Regions from separate parts of the Mus musculus genome. Here regions 2 and 3 are each linked to region 1. Evidence: chromatin contacts called from public Hi-C and HiChIP or PLAC-seq data. All regions are on one chromosome and are shown on one strand. The core of a region is the stretch at or near the end of the contact, and the rest is flanking DNA. Distances in the headings are between cores, read along the strand shown.

What was found. Hi-C and Micro-C count contacts between places; a contact is called where the count stands out from the background. HiChIP or PLAC-seq counts read pairs in DNA pulled down with a chosen protein or histone mark.
Region 2: a Hi-C map of muscle stem cells shows a contact between it and region 1, with 2.6 times the contacts expected there. The contact joins two enhancer-like sites. A contact is called at or near these places in 1 of 484 Hi-C or Micro-C datasets (muscle stem cells), 2 of 115 datasets of contacts at active chromatin or transcription factors (embryonic stem cells and trophoblast stem cells) and 3 of 9 other capture datasets (adipose tissue, liver and pancreatic islet).
Region 3: a contact with region 1 is called in an H3K27ac HiChIP or PLAC-seq map of embryonic fibroblasts, with 7 times the contacts expected there. The contact joins two enhancer-like sites. A contact is called at or near these places in 1 of 484 Hi-C or Micro-C datasets (bone marrow-derived macrophages), 2 of 115 datasets of contacts at active chromatin or transcription factors (embryonic fibroblasts and embryonic stem cells) and 2 of 9 other capture datasets (adipose tissue and liver).

The regions. Positions count from the first base shown.
Region 1 is chr15:25,912,203-25,917,147 of GRCm38.p6, reverse strand. The region is part of intron 3 of Retreg1 (reticulophagy regulator 1); the gene reads right to left. Among named protein-coding and RNA genes, the nearest start is that of Mir7212, 34 kb to the left of the region's middle. Within about 2 kb of position 1,972, at least 128 of the 459 cell types and tissues checked have an H3K27ac peak or open chromatin away from gene starts, as enhancers often do. A contact at or near this core is called in embryonic fibroblasts and muscle stem cells, where this site is marked.
Region 2 is chr15:25,760,046-25,764,990 of GRCm38.p6, reverse strand. The region is part of intron 19 of Myo10 (myosin X); the gene reads right to left. Among named protein-coding and RNA genes, the nearest start is that of Retreg1, 81 kb to the left of the region's middle. Within about 2 kb of position 2,475, at least 123 of the 459 cell types and tissues checked have an H3K27ac peak or open chromatin away from gene starts, as enhancers often do. A contact at or near this core is called in muscle stem cells, where this site is marked.
Region 3 is chr15:25,777,548-25,782,492 of GRCm38.p6, reverse strand. It overlaps Myo10 (myosin X), which reads right to left. Exons shown (of 41, transcript NM_019472.2): 22 at 4,306-4,412; 23 at 2,683-2,910; 24 at 2,081-2,129; 25 at 629-1,519. Among named protein-coding and RNA genes, the nearest start is that of Retreg1, 63 kb to the left of the region's middle. Within about 2 kb of position 3,287, at least 45 of the 459 cell types and tissues checked have an H3K27ac peak or open chromatin away from gene starts, as enhancers often do. A contact at or near this core is called in embryonic fibroblasts, where this site is marked.

The DNA.
Region 1 (4,945 bases), core at 723-3,222:
AATCCCCAGGACCCACAGGCCGGAAGAACAACAGCAATTTCTTCACACTGTCCTCTGATGTCCACATGTGCGCCACAGCACACAATAAATAGATAAAAATATCTACATTGTTTTGAAAGGTCTAATGTCAATTGATTTCCCTTGACCAGCTCCAAGTCATCCTCACTCATCTGTCCCTGCCCCCCCCCCCGCCCCCATCGCTGGCAGAAGAACCCATCTAACTTAGCTGGATGAGTCTAACAGCTCTTCTCAGAGAGAGGCTCTACCACACATGTTAGAGACTTCTGAGCCCTTTAATCTCACTATAATGTCTGAAATTAAATGCCATTTCCTATACCCTAAAGGAATGGGATCTCAAGATTTTTTTTGTTTGTTTGTTTTCCAAGACAGGGTTTCTCTGTGTAGCCCTGGCTGTCCTGCAACTCACTCTGTAGACCAGGCTGGCCTAGAACTCAGAAATCCGCCCTCCTCTGCCTCCCGAGTGCTGGGATTAAAGGCTTGTGTCACCACTGCCCAGCGCTATTTCAAGATCTTATTCCTTGCTAAAGGGCAAGTCCTTTGAGAGAGAGGGAGAGGGAGAGGGGAAGGGAGAGGGAGAGAGGGAGAGAGGGAGAAGGAGAGGGAGACAGAGAGAGAGAGAGCACTCTCACTTAAAAAAAATGCATGTGGGCCTTGGGTACCATGTGTCAGTGAGTCATCTCCACCTCTCCACATGATGTGACTGCTGTGTTTTTGACAGTGCTCAGGGCAAACACCAGGGAGAGGAAACACATTTAGAGCAGGAACTCTCTGCCTTTGGCTATAGTCACAGAACCACTGCGTTTTAGCAGGGGTAGGAACTGAGATCAGCACAGCCCTGTCCCTCCATTTTACCACAGCCACAGGAGAGAAAGAAATGATGGATCTCACAGGACCCCAAATCCGAAGAGATTTCCAGAGCCATGGTGCAACCCTGAGTGGTGGAGAACGCTAGGAAACTTAATCCTGCCACACATACCCAACTCCACTAAAGTGGAAAGCAGATGGCGCCTGGCTCCCACTGTGAGGACCCAGATGCCAACCTCACAGACAGATGAAGAGATGGGACTTGGACCACAGGAGTCTGTGATGTGAGGGATCTGGGCAGCTGCAGGATTAGTGCTTGATTCTGCTCCTGTGGTGTCTGGGGCTTGGCATAAAGGCAGCTTCGGATCAGTGGCTCTTCTCAAATCAAATGACAGTAACGACAGAGACCAAGAGCAGAGATCAGAGGAGCCCAATGTGCACGGCACAACAGTGCTGTTAAACGTTACATCTCTGTGAGCTGCATCCTGGCTGAAGCTCTGCGAGGCTGCTGCTCCCACTGTCCTCATTTTAAAGGCAGTACTGCAAAATCCAGAGGATCTCCAGGGCCTTAACTAATACAGCCCTTCCTCCTGGCATAGCACAGACCTGCTGAGCCTCTGAGCCCCGACAGGGATCACAGACCCAGTCTGTGGACGGAGAGGAAAGACAAGCACGTTGCTTGTTAAAGTAACACTGAGGAGCTCCGGAAAGAACCTGATGTGGTCTCACTCTACTTTCTAAGATTTTTCAGAGGTGACTCGAGTCACCTTTTCAGATATAAGGTCACACACCCTTAAAAGGAGCCCCACCTGCAAAAGCCTTAGCAACCCTGTTTACCCACAAAGAACAGGGTTTCATTTTTTAAATGGCCTATCGACATCCACAGTTAGAGCCCAGAGAAAGGAACAAGGCTTGGCTTTGTGGACCATTAAAATGAGACTAGAGGAAATAAGTTATTTTATCTCTGGACTCACGTGCTATACCGCAAGCCAACTGGGAGAGTCCCTGGAATTTGGTGACTAATCAGATGCTGGCCTGGGAAACACACCCCTGAATGTCATCAGACTTCAAGCATTTGCCCCAGGAATCCAGAAATAAGCTGTCATCAAAGGGACGTGTGCCCTCTGGAAACAACATCCAGGGCACATTTCGTAATCTGCAGCTGGGACTCAGAGAGCCAGGAGACAAGGAAAGGTCAAGACCGGGCCTGGCCCTTACTGCCTGCTCGTCTTGTCTGGAGCCCCTGTGTTCCTTCTGGAGCAGGAGCTCACGAGCGGTTGGCAGGTGTAACCATCGAGTCCCGCACTTGCCTCAAATGTGTTTGGAGTATCTGTCAGACCTTCACAATCATTTTATTCAGCAGCTAGTTAATGTCAGGTAATTACAGGTCCTCGGCTCTCTACTTATCAAATATGACTGAAGTGAGTGGCATGTTTTTAAAATAACCTTTATTTTTAAAAGCAGCGTAGCCTTGCATAAGGAAAGTGGGGATGGCATTTGGGATGAACAGAGATGTGCTCATCTTGAAGACAGCACATGGCCAAACACTTTTCCATGTAAAGTTTGTGTGTTTATATTCCTCTGTTTTCTGGGTTAAGAAAAGAATGTGTCTGACATTATATATACATACACACACACACACACATATACATATATACACACATATATATAATCAGTTCTTCTAAAAAATGTTTATTTATGTCTGTAATAGGTGTGGGGGGGCACCACATATACAGACATCAGAGATTAACTTTGAGGAGTCTCCTCTCCTTCTACCCTGAGGATTCCAGGGTTCAAATTCAGGTCCTCACACTTGGTGGCCCTTATATTTGGTGGCATGTGTCCTTTCCTGCTGAGCCACTTTGCTGGCAAAATCAGTTCTTCAGAATCCTTGTTCTAAGCTTGTTATTTTGTGTTTTGTTTACAATGCAAAGGATCAAACCCAGAAGCAAGCAAGGGCCAGATTTCTGGGCCAGCACTCCCACGCTTTTGCAACTGTTTCAATTTGGCTCTAGGGACTCCAAAGGGAATTTCTCAAATCAAGCACCTACCAACTACAAAATACCAACATAACAAGCCTGTCTGTGGGGTTTTCTTTCTGATGATGACCTTGGAGCAGTTGCTGTAAACTCGTGCGGCTTCTCAAGTACCAACCGAGCTCATGAGTTTGGCCTTGTCAACACATGCGTTGGTGATGCTTGGAAAGGTACAGACAGAGGCGGACCATACCTGCAGTGGCAGAGCTGCAGAGGCTTTCTGCCATCTCGGAAGGAAACCGTGCACAAACACTACTGTCACCCAGGAGTGATGTCACAGATCCCATCCTAGCACAAATTCGGGGAAGAAAGTCCCTGAAAGGCTGAACTTCTCACGCCCTTTGATTCTGTCCCTTCCCAAACTTCATTCACAGCCCAGTGAATCATTTACTAGGATAACCTAGTCTGGTAAAGCTACAGACCCGTTAATGAGAAACTGGAGCTAGCACTGGATCTAACTGGTGGTTGTAAGCAGAAGAGAACGGAGTTATAAGAAAGACAGCATCCAGTCCATGCTAATGTGGCTCTGAGCGTTCTCAGCTCAGCTGCCGTGGAAAGAGGGGCAGGAAATCTCACACCCCCTCACACCAACTGCAGGCTACCCAATGTTGAGAGCGTAGTGAGACACAAGACAGAAGTTAGAGCACACTGGGAAGACGTGCCTAATAGCTCTGTAGCCTGTCCCATGGGTCTGTGTGGACCAAAGATACTGGAGAGTCAAGTAGCTGTTGGGGGGTGTACTGGCTAGTTTTGTGTCAACTTGACACAGCTGGAGTTATCACAGAAAAAGGAGTTTCAGTTGAGGAAATGCCTCCATGAGATCCAGCTGTAAGGCATTTTCTCAATTAGTGATCAAGCGGGAGGGCCCCTTGTGGGTGGTGCCATCTCTGAGCTGGTAGTCTTGGTTCTATAAGAGAGCAAGCTGAGCAAGCCAGGGGAAGCAAGCCAGTAAAGACATCCCTCCATGGCTTCTGCATCAGCTACTAATTTCTGACCTGCTTGAGTTCCAGTCCTGCATCCTGTGGTGATCAACAGCAGTATGGAAATGTAAGCCGAATAAACCCTTTCCTCCCCAACTGCTTCTTGGTCATGATGTTTGTGCAGGGATAGAAACCCTGACTAAGACGGGGGTTAGTCAGAGGAACTGACAAGGCCAAAGCACAGAGCTGGGCAACTGTGCAGTACATAATGTTGATTATGTGCCCACTATACCGGGAGCCCCAGGGTGAGTACCGTCTGAACTGTCTAAAGCTGCCACAACGAAGAAAGCATAACTCACAATCACACCAATGTCACCTTCTGAGCTTTTGTGTCCCCACTGCTCCAAACTATGATCGTCTGCAAGCCCTTCCTAAAATAAGCCGCCTCAATCTCACACTTGACTCCTCCCTTAGAACCACAGATTAGATGGATGAATAATGATTGATTGATTGATAGATGGAAACTTATAAATAGATAATACAGAGATAAATATACACATATATTCACGAATAAAACTAAAACTTAATCTTTATGCTTTTGTTAAGTTATTTTGTTGGTGGTGGCGGCAGCAGTAGTAGTACTATAATAAAATAACCAAAAGGTTCCCTTAACTCACAGTTTTGGAGGTTAGAAGTTTAAAGTTGGGGGAGCCCCATTGGTCTAACTTTCTAAGTGCCTAACCATAAATGTATCAAGGGCAATGAGATAGCATTGACAGACAGAATGCCAGACTCCAAGAAACGAACCAACCTCGATCTTCCTGTCATAACCCTCTTGAGAGAGGTAAGGAAGGGATCTCATGGAAACTACCTGAAAGCCTCAAGGCAGCTCCTCCCACACTGGTCTCCGGCTAGACCCACCTCAGGACCAGCCTCCAACATCCAAGGCTCTCAGAGACAAATCGCATCTCTAACAGAACAATGCCTGTGTCTGGGCCAGTAGCTGAAGAAGTTACCATATGTCTGAGAAAAACGTAGGCAGGAAATATAATTATTTTGTCTACTCCCTGTGTTCAGTAGCCAGGATGCTGAGAGCTGAAGGCTCAGGGCTGAAGATAGAAAGGTGTAGACTTCACCGAGGTAGGATTTACAGATAACAAACCA
Region 2 (4,945 bases), core at 1,226-3,725, 150 kb after region 1:
AATGTTTCCCCAGGCATGGGAAGGCAAGCCAGCCTCCGCCATAGCTCTTCCTCCAGCCACACTCTTCCAGCTTCCTTCTTCTCTCAGACCCTGGATCTGCTGCAGACTTCCTTCCCTGCTGCAGGGCTGCCTGCTTACCACTGCCCAGGGACAGCTTCCTGCTCTCCATACCGCAGGGTGGACTCCCTCCCTCCTCTCTCCAGAGGAAGCCACCAGGGTTCAAACCAGTGTGTGGCTCCTGAGACTGCAGAAGGACAACTGTATGCTCCCAAAGGACCGGGTCCTGGCTTGCTGGATGGGTGTGTGTGTGTGTGACATTAAGCATGGATGCTCAAAGGAAAGCTACCATTTCCTTCCTGAATTAAAGGGAAAAAGCACCTTACCACAGGCCAGGGATTCTAATGGCCTGGAAGAAATCCCCAGGAGTCCTATTCAGGCCAGTCGATACCACTATTACCACTCCATCACAAACTGAATGTGGAGAGTGTCTCACCTGCCTGAGGCTTCATGATCAGGCTGTTCTAAGTCCTGTGCTCTTCCTCAAAGGAAAACCTCAACAGGGCCAGTGGTGGGCAGTGGTCCCTAACAGGACCCTTGCCAGACGGACGGCAAGCATTAGGAACTTTCACAATGGCCGACACATGGCATTGTCCGTTGCAGTTTCCAAATGTGCTGGCCCATAGTCAGCGAGCAAAAGGAAGTTAAAACCTGCCCTTGGAGGGCTGGTAAGACAGTTCAGCAGGTAGAGGGACTTGCTGCTAAGCCTGACAACCTGGGTTCTGTCCCCAGGACTCACATGATGAAATGAGAGAAGAGACTCCTCCAGGTTGTCCTTCGACTTGTGCAACACACACACACACTCGCACGCGCGCACACACACACAAACAATATAACTTACAAATAATGGTAACAATAACAACAATAAACAAAACTTCGCCCTTTACATGTAACTAGGTATATGGTAAAAGTACTAGAAGGTACTGCTGTTACCAGCATGGGCTGGGCAATGCCAGAATGGTAACTTCTCTGTCATGGCGTGCACACAGTTATCCTCCGTAGGTTGGACCCCAGCACCAGATGCCTTTCCCTTCTGTGTCTCACTGCAGGGTGATGGGCAGAAAAGAGCGTTGACTTAAATCTTTCCTTGAAGATGCAGGGTTCTGGGGTCAGTCAGGGCACTCTTTACAAAGTTCTCCAGATTAAATAGGAGACGGAATGGAATGGACGTCCCTCAGTCTTCCCACTGTGCACTTCCCAACAGTGCTCTCAGGAGGATGGGGGCAGGGGACCCTTAGCCAGTCTTGCTAAGGAGCATCAACTGCATTCAGCAGCACAGCTATTCTGAGGCTAGATCTTGCCACACCAACATGCAAAGCCATCACCATTGCCAGACACACACTGTGGACGCTCCAAACAAACCTCGCCATGAAGCAGAATTTCTGAGCACATCAAGCCTTGGCAGTTGTTGTTCTGAAGATTTGGAGTTTATTCAGGAGTCAGGGGTACTGGGTACCACTGGCTGGCGGCAGACAAGAGATCTAACTGTCAAGATTATGCTCAAGGCAAGCCGGTGTGAGCAGTGGTCAGCTTGGCAGCACACACTAGCGGCACATGATGCTAATCTAGGCTGTCAGGTTCAATGGTAGGAGCTGAGAGTTAGACAAAAGAAAGGACCGGAGTTCCCTGCCTCAGTGAGAATCACCGGGGTGACCTCCCCAGCCGTGGCCAAATGCCCAAGTTCCCTGGGCTGGGAGTCATGAGAAAACAGTGCTCAGACTGTAGTCAGGGTTGGAGGAGGGAGGCCGAGACACTGCTCTGATAGATACAGGTGGCATGTGTGGGTTCAGGAATAGATGCTCTCAAACCTTGCCAAGTTACAAGGTGAGCTCATGGGCTGCGGAAGCTTGGGTGTGGTGAGGTGTGGGGGTGTCAGGGAGGCTGCTGCAATGGGGAGCAGATCAGATCAGAGTGTATGATGAGGCTGTGAACCCACCAACTTTAGAGGCTGCGAGTTCACAGTCGGGGGCTCATCGTTTCCTCCCTGACCCAGGAGGTTGATGCCCCTAGCTGAGTATTCCAGAGACACGTAGGATTTCAGACAGAGATCAATTTCTCTTCTGCAAGCTACGCTGCAATCAGAGACATTCTCAAGGGGTGTCCTGAAGAGAAGGAAAGGCGTGTAATGTCTGTGACCAAATGAAGCCAGCTCATCCACTCTTCAGGGATGAGACAGCAGGCCGGAGTTCAGAAAACTAAAATGGCTAATGGGATCTATAAAGGATAGAATCTGGCTATCCGTTAAGGAGTGGGCTTGGGAGCAGCTTGGTGGAGAGCATGCAGATAGCATCCTCGCCAACCCGGGGAGATCTCATTCAGGGACTATTCAATGGTGGAGGAGGGGCTCTGCCTGGCAGGGAGGCTGGAATCACACCAGTTAACAGATTAGTTACTTTTGCTTACAGAAGCAGAAGAGGCAGGCCCGGTCCTGAAAGCCACCCTGGTGGGAAGCCAGACCACCTGACTCTCCAGCTGTTCAGAGGCTGTCTCAAGCAGAGCCATTTCTCAAGTTTCATCATCGCAAGCACCAAAAAGAATCCACAAGATAGTGTTACACAAGTCTCAGAAATACGTAAGTGGAGGCCAGGTGTGGCGGAGCATCTGAATTCCAGCGCTAGAAGGCAAAGCAGGAAGACCTGATTGATGCAAGTTCAAGGTCTGCCTGGACTAGGTAGAAAATTCCAAGACAGAGACCTTATCATTAAAAAGCCCCAAACAACAAAAAGACCCACAGAAAGAGGATGGAAATGATAATTTATTCTAAGTCAGACCACAGCCCCGCAGAGGCTGACAGAAGGCTCAGCCCTCTGTAGAAATCCCATCTGGAAACCCTCAGAGAGCAGCCTTGGGCGTGATCTAAGGGACCCAAGGCAGCCTTTTCATCCCATGAAACTAAACCCGACCTCAATGCATTCATTATCACTACCATTTCTCCAGCCACCATACTGAACAGGTCACAAGCCCCTCTATTCAGACTCACTCTGACAAATCATGCTGAGACATACAAATTAGGAGGGCAGCTGTCTCTCTTTGCTGGCAAGGACGCCCACACTGCTCATTAGAATGCTGAATAGCCGCGGATCTCACTGAGTCACGCTCCAAGGTTATGGGCCGAGCAATGTGAACAGGATTCATAGCTAGAAAAAGGCAGGACTGAAACAGGGTATGTGGGAACGAGCAGGCAAACACTCTTCAATGTCCAGACCTGAAATATTGTCAACTGAGATCTGGAACGCTTATGAATCCATAGCAGACAGGACACACTGCGGCAGCCATCTGCATCACCGAGTAGGTGATAACCAGGAGGATCCACGTTCACAAGCCCTTGCTTCTTAGGTGTTTAAACGTCAAGGGTATTTCCAAGCTTCTGGAAGATTATGCTTCTAAGAAGCATAATATAGTTAATATACAGAGGAAAACAAAGGGTTTCAGATATAGACAGACAGACACATACATAAACGCATGCGCGCGCGCCGCGCGCACCCCCCCCCCCCCACAAATTGGAGCTAAGAAGTCTAATAAATTAGCTAAAGAAAGATGAAAACAGCAACTTAGAAGAAGTCAAGCCAAACACCCAGCCACCAAGCAGAGCGGCCATTTGGGAGACTAAACCTGTCCTCAGTGCTAAACACACAGTCACAGAGGAGCTAGGCCAGGTTTGAGTGGCTGCCCCTTCCCATTTCAGGGACAACAACCTGAGATGAAGCAACCTCATTTGCATAAAAATACAGCTGAGAAAAACTCAGTAACAAACATAGTTGATTTATAAATATTCATGAACACATACAAAATACCAGGAGAAAAATAATGGAATGGAGATTTTTGTTTTGTTTTGGTTTGGTTTGCTTTTTGTTTTTCGAGACAGGGTTTCTCTGGGTAGCCCTGGCTGTCCTGGAACTCACTCTGTAGACCAGGCTGGCCTCGAACTCAGAAATCCGCCTGCCTCTGTCTCTCAAGTGCTGGGATTAAAGGTATGCGCCACGACTGCCCAGCTTCGAATGGAGAATCTTATTTGATGACTGCTGGCTCAGGCGGAAATGTACTGGTAAACCCATGAGAAATTCTACTGTCTAGCGGGAAGGCAGTCCTGGTGGGACAGGGCATGGGTGAGCACTGTGTCCTAGGAGTCTTCCTTCCTCCTTAGTTATGTATTACATTGGCTGCTTGCAAGTCATAGCAGGAAATTACCCAGCCTACAATATCTGTTCGGTGTATCTGCTAACGTCTATTAAGTATAAACATCAGATAGGATAACACTGAGCAGTTACAAATTGGTAGGGAACAAGAAGTCAGGTCATTCCCACCCTTGGTGGGACATTCATCAGGACCCCAAGCACACTAGGTTCTCACTAGTGAAGGATCTGGGGACAACTAGAGCTCTTGGGCTGGCATGGCAGTCTAGGCTTCTGAGTGATGTAATCCCAACTGCTTAAGATCTGCTTAAGTCCCCTCCCACTCCCAGATGCCAGCTTCAGCGAAGTGCCCGACAGATGAGGCACCAGTCTGCCAGCGTCTATGGACAATTCTTCTGCCAATCGGTGGAGCACGAAAGAGCTTGACAAAAGTTTTCAGACTAAGCAAAATATTCAAACAAAAAGAGGCTGGGGATGTAGTTGAGTGGCAAAGTATTTAGCCTGGCATACTGGAGGAAGGCCCTAGGTCCTCGGTCCTCATTCTAATATCCTGTATACCCCTCACACAAGGTCAGACACACTCACAAAGAACAGATGAGCAGCAATCATAGTGAGAGGAGGGATTAGGGAGGTTTATGTAATGGTGATGGTGGTGGTGTGAATTTTCCTGAACCCAAGACACAGCAGCCAGACTTGCATGCAGACGAACCCCTCCCTCTTCTGCTCTCCTCACCCTGGAATACCTGTGACTTCCT
Region 3 (4,945 bases), core at 2,038-4,537, 140 kb after region 1:
CTACACAGAGAAACTCTGTCTTGAAACAAACAAACAAACAAACAAAGTTAAAGAAACCCTTAAGTTGCTATGCCAAAAATATTGGTCAAATCTGAGGAACTAAAGACAACATTTAATACATAAGAGAAAAAGCCAAACGTAAGAAAAAAAAAAAAAGAACACATTTAAACTATATAGATTCCCTCCTTATTAAAAGAAATACATTGAGTGGCTTGGACTGTACTTCAATACACCCCAGGAGAGTGAGTGGGCCAGCTTCCTCAGGGTCTGCAGAAAAGCCATGCTGAGCCTCATTTTTAAGATGCCAGTTCTGGTCTATCTATGACTACACCATTCTGAATGTGCCTGATCTCATCTCCAACCAGTCAGGAGTTTATGGCTTGGCAGACGGCTCTGCTAGTGAAGTACGTACACTACCTGAGTGGATTCTCAAAGTCTTTGTAAAAACAGCTTGAGTTGTTTAGACCTGCTTATAACCCTAGCACTAGGGAAGAGAGGTAGGTGGATCTCCTGGGTCACTGGCCAGCATAGCCCACTATAGACTCCTGGGTGAGGTCTAGGCCAATGAGAGCCCTCCCACCCCCACCCCCACTCTCCCACCTTTAGGGACAAGATGGCAGATACTCACGGAGGACTGCGCCCCTTCTGAGCTGAACCGGTACGCTCCGGAACTGTTGTAGGTTCCCACGGAATACCTGTAGTCGGGGGACCACTGGCTTCCATAGGAGTTGGAGAAAGTCACGCTGCTGCCTGACGTGATGGCGCCATCCTCGTAATCGTCCTGGTCATAGTCATAGTCGCCGTCGGGGGAGGGCAGGTCGCCGTTGTTCTGCGGCATGCAGTAGGTGGACTCCCCACTCGAGGAGTTGTGCAGGCTAGCGGAGTCCTGCATGGACGCAGCAAGAAGCACCGTACTGTCGGCACTGGGGCTGGTGGGCACCACCGTGTAGTTCATGTAAGGGTCCTCCTCGGATGAGTCGTCGCTCGTCCGGATGCCACTCGTTCGCTGGTCGGAGTGGCCGTGCTCGCTGGGGTTGGGCGAGTCCTTGAAGGCGTCGTCATCCGCCTCGAAGCCCTCGTCCACCTCCTCCTCCGCGGGGTAGGGCTGGCTGAAGTTGAAGTTTGGCTTCTCTCCGCTGGCACTCTCGGCAAGCTCACTGAGCTCTTCGCCCGAAATCTCGCTCCCTACCGACAGGGAGCGCTCGATGTTGCGGACGCACTCGTCGATCTCGTCGAAGTTGAGCGACTCCAAGAACTCCTGGGCGGCGCGGCAGGCCTCATCCTCCAGCCTGCGCAACTCCTCATCCCGCAGCTGCTGCAGCTTCTGCAGGGAGGCCTCGGTCAACGACAGCTCCTGCCGCTCCTTCATGCGCTGCAGATCCTCGATTTCCTTCTCCAGGCGGAGGATCTCCTCCACCTGCTTGTTCTCCCTTTGCTTTTCCAGCTCCCTGGTCAAGTCCGCTTCCCTCTGGCTCTTCTGCAAGGCTTCCAGTTCTTGCTGCCTCCTTGTCTCTGCCTCCTGGACCAGGGGCAAGGTGGGTTTTAGAACAAGCACCTTCTTCCTGTTCTACACACTGAACTGTGGCCCCACCCAAACGACAAGCTGAAACCCTAACCCCAGCGCCTCAGAATAACTACTACGGTTGGACAAGGGGCTTTTAATCGGGTGACTAAGTTAAAATGAGGTGGGGCCCGATGACTGGAGCCTGCATCCAATCTGAATGGCGTCCTTATAAAAAGAGGACAGTGGGAGTCAGACACCTGAAATGAATATCAAGGACGGACCACGGCGTGAGGTGGCCACCCATGGAAATGGCAACAGAATGTGAAGGCGTCTCTAAGACACTAACATGGTGTTGCTCTGCCACAGAGAAACCATACTTCGATTCACACTGAAAGCCCAAGACTTTCTCTACGCTCCATGCCACTGTGCTGGGAAAGAGAGTGCCCCCGAAACATCCCCTCAGCCTGTGTTCCCACTATCTCCTACTTTATTTCCATTGTGAATCTTCAGACCCAGTGTCCAAGTCTGAAGCAGGAAGGTAGTACATAAAGCCCCAGAAATCGCTGCGCTCCTCACCTGATGGGCACGGAGGAGGTCAGCTTCTCTTTGCGCTCGCTCTCTTTCTCTAAGAAAGGGAAAGAAAAGCAGCTGGTGAAAATCAACAACCTTGACACCAATCTTCACCAGCTCTCCTCCTTCGGCAGTGCTGGGGGGCTCGTCTGTCCGAGGCAAACACTCTATCGCTGAGCTATGTACGCAACCCGGAGAAGATCTTTGCCAGTTAAAAAGGAAGAAGCGGGTTGGGGAGATGTCTCGGTCTGTAACGAGCTTGCTTTCTGAGCAGGAGCCCTGAGTTCAGACCCTCTGCATCCACGTGGTGTGATCTGCAGCAGCACACACCTGTAATTCCAAGGCTGGAGGAGCAGAAGCAGGTGGCACCGTGGAGCCTGCTGCTCAGTCACTTGTCCAGAACAATAAGGCGTCTGACTCAACCCCTGCCCTCCACGTGCACGCAGGCACGTTACGTACGCAGGCACGTACACAGGTCAGTCAGCCTGCTCAGATTTGTAAGCTTCAGGGTCAGCGGAGAGCTCTCCCGGTCCCCTGGGAATCCCTAACGGGCCAACAAGGATAACCCTCCCAGTGAACCGTTCTGTTTCAGCCGGCAGAGCACATACCTTTCCTCTTCCTCTCTCTTCTTCTCTTCCTCCCGCCTCTTCTTTTCCTCCAGCTCCCGTTTCTCAGCCAACAGCTGCCTGTAAACCCTGCGTGCCAGCTGTCCTCGCAGTTGCTTCTGGAACACGATGGCTGCCTTTTTCAGGTGCAAAAATTTCTTCCTCGCAAGGAAAGCTCTGTAATTCTTCTGTATGGTCACCACACCACAGAGGACCTTTCTATATTGCTTTCTGCAAGAGAGAGCGGCCAGCAAGGCATTGAGGCTGTGAGCCAGTCAAATGAGCTTACAACAGGACTATAAGACAAAAGAAGAGGACCCAACAATTAAGACAAAAAGGAGAGGATCCAGACTTGGACCCGGTCTCTTATTATGGAGACTGGCAGAGGAGGAGACTTGGGCCTAAACAAAAGAATAATACCAAACAAAAGAAAGTCAGAATGCAATCATTATCCTGGCTAAATAAAAAGTAATTTACTAATTACTAATACTAATTTAGTGTTTACCCAGTGTGGCATAAGCTGGATAAACGCAGCCAAAGAGGACCTGATATGTTCATACAAACGCCAAGGAAGCAAAACACATGGGGCAGCAGGACAGCCCCATGTTTCAGGAGAATGGAATGCCTGGCATTTTACGTGGTCTGCAGAGTACAGCCAACCAACTGACCACGAGTCCGAGTTGGTAGCACATTTCTTTAGTCTCAGCACCTGGGAGGCACAGGCAGAGGTCTCTGAGTTTGAGACCAACTTGACCTACACTGTGAGTTCCAAGCCGGCCAGGCCTAGCTACATAGTGAGATTTTTATCACAAGCAACCACGAAAGATGCGGTATCATTTTTTAAGCAGCTAGGGAATGGGTCTCTAGACAGTGATATGGGCTGTGGATCCTTCATCCCCAAACCTCAAATCTGCAATTTCTTGAATGCTGAGATGATGCTTACAAATGTTCAGAGTCTAGAGGGAATGGCTCAGCAGTTAAGGGCATAGGTTCCTCTTCCAGAGGACCAGGGTTCAATTCCTAGCACCCACATAGCTATCAAACACGCGTACACACACACACACACACACACACACACACACGGTAATAGGAAGTAGATACATAAGACAAAACACTCATAAATATAAAATGAAGTAGATCTTCATTCAGATTCCTGGGCTAGGGATGCAGGTAGGAGGTAGAACTTATGTGTAGGATATAGGATGTATGAACAAGTACTGGGGTAGGAGAAATCAATGTTCAGTACAGAAAAAAATTCAGATCTTGGGGTACTTTTGAATTTCTGACTGCCAATCAGGAGAGGCCAGGCAGATAAGAGATTCCAATATGAAAAACTCCAGAACCTGAAATCCTCATGAGCCCCAGTGTTTAAGACAAGAGATACACTCAGGTAGCAACGTCACAGGACAGAGCTGCACCCCAGAGGCTTTGGTGGAGCCCATGCAGCAGCCTAAGTGTCTCGTGTAACTGCTAAGTGGACATTCTGTCCAGGTGAGGCTTACAGGGCAACTGCTGGGGTCACTTACAGAGATCTGACCTTGGGGACCTCTGCATTCCCACAAACCACCCTACTGGGGGTCACAGCCCTCCTAGAGCTTCGTGTCCCTCCCCAGGTGTGCTTCTTACCGTGCCAAGTAGCCTAAGATGTGAGCTCGGATCACCATGGCCGCACGGTCAATCTCCTCTTCCCGCCTCTTTTCCAGTTTCTGCTCCAAGGATTCTCGAAGGAAGACCTGTCCACAAGGGGGACAAGTGTCAGAGGAAAAGAATAGGAAAAAAAGGTCAGGGCCTGCCTTTTGGGGCAACATCTGTTTCCTTTCTACTGGCAGTCTGTTACAAACTCCCACAATAAGGCTTTTCAGTCCAGGGCATTTTACATGGTCCAACTGCCATAGACATTCTAAAATCCAATCAGGATATCTGACTAGAAAACCACAAAAGCACAGAGTCAAGCCTCATCCTCCTTTGTTATGGCTACATTCAACAGGTGACTGTCAGATCGCCATTAAGGTTCCTAGTGTCTCCTGCCATTGTGGCCAGGGCACACAAGGTCACACACCAGCAGCAGTCTTAGACAAGAGTCTTAATGAAAAGAGACACAGAGACTGGCATAGGAAGAAGAGAGGCGAAGGAATGAATCCAAGAAAATCCGAAGGTATCATAATTTTGATATCTCGTGGGAACCTACCTTCTCTCCATGCCTGCTAAGCAACTACCATCAGGCTATGTCGGCTTCAAAGGTTTACACAAAAACGTACTGACACCA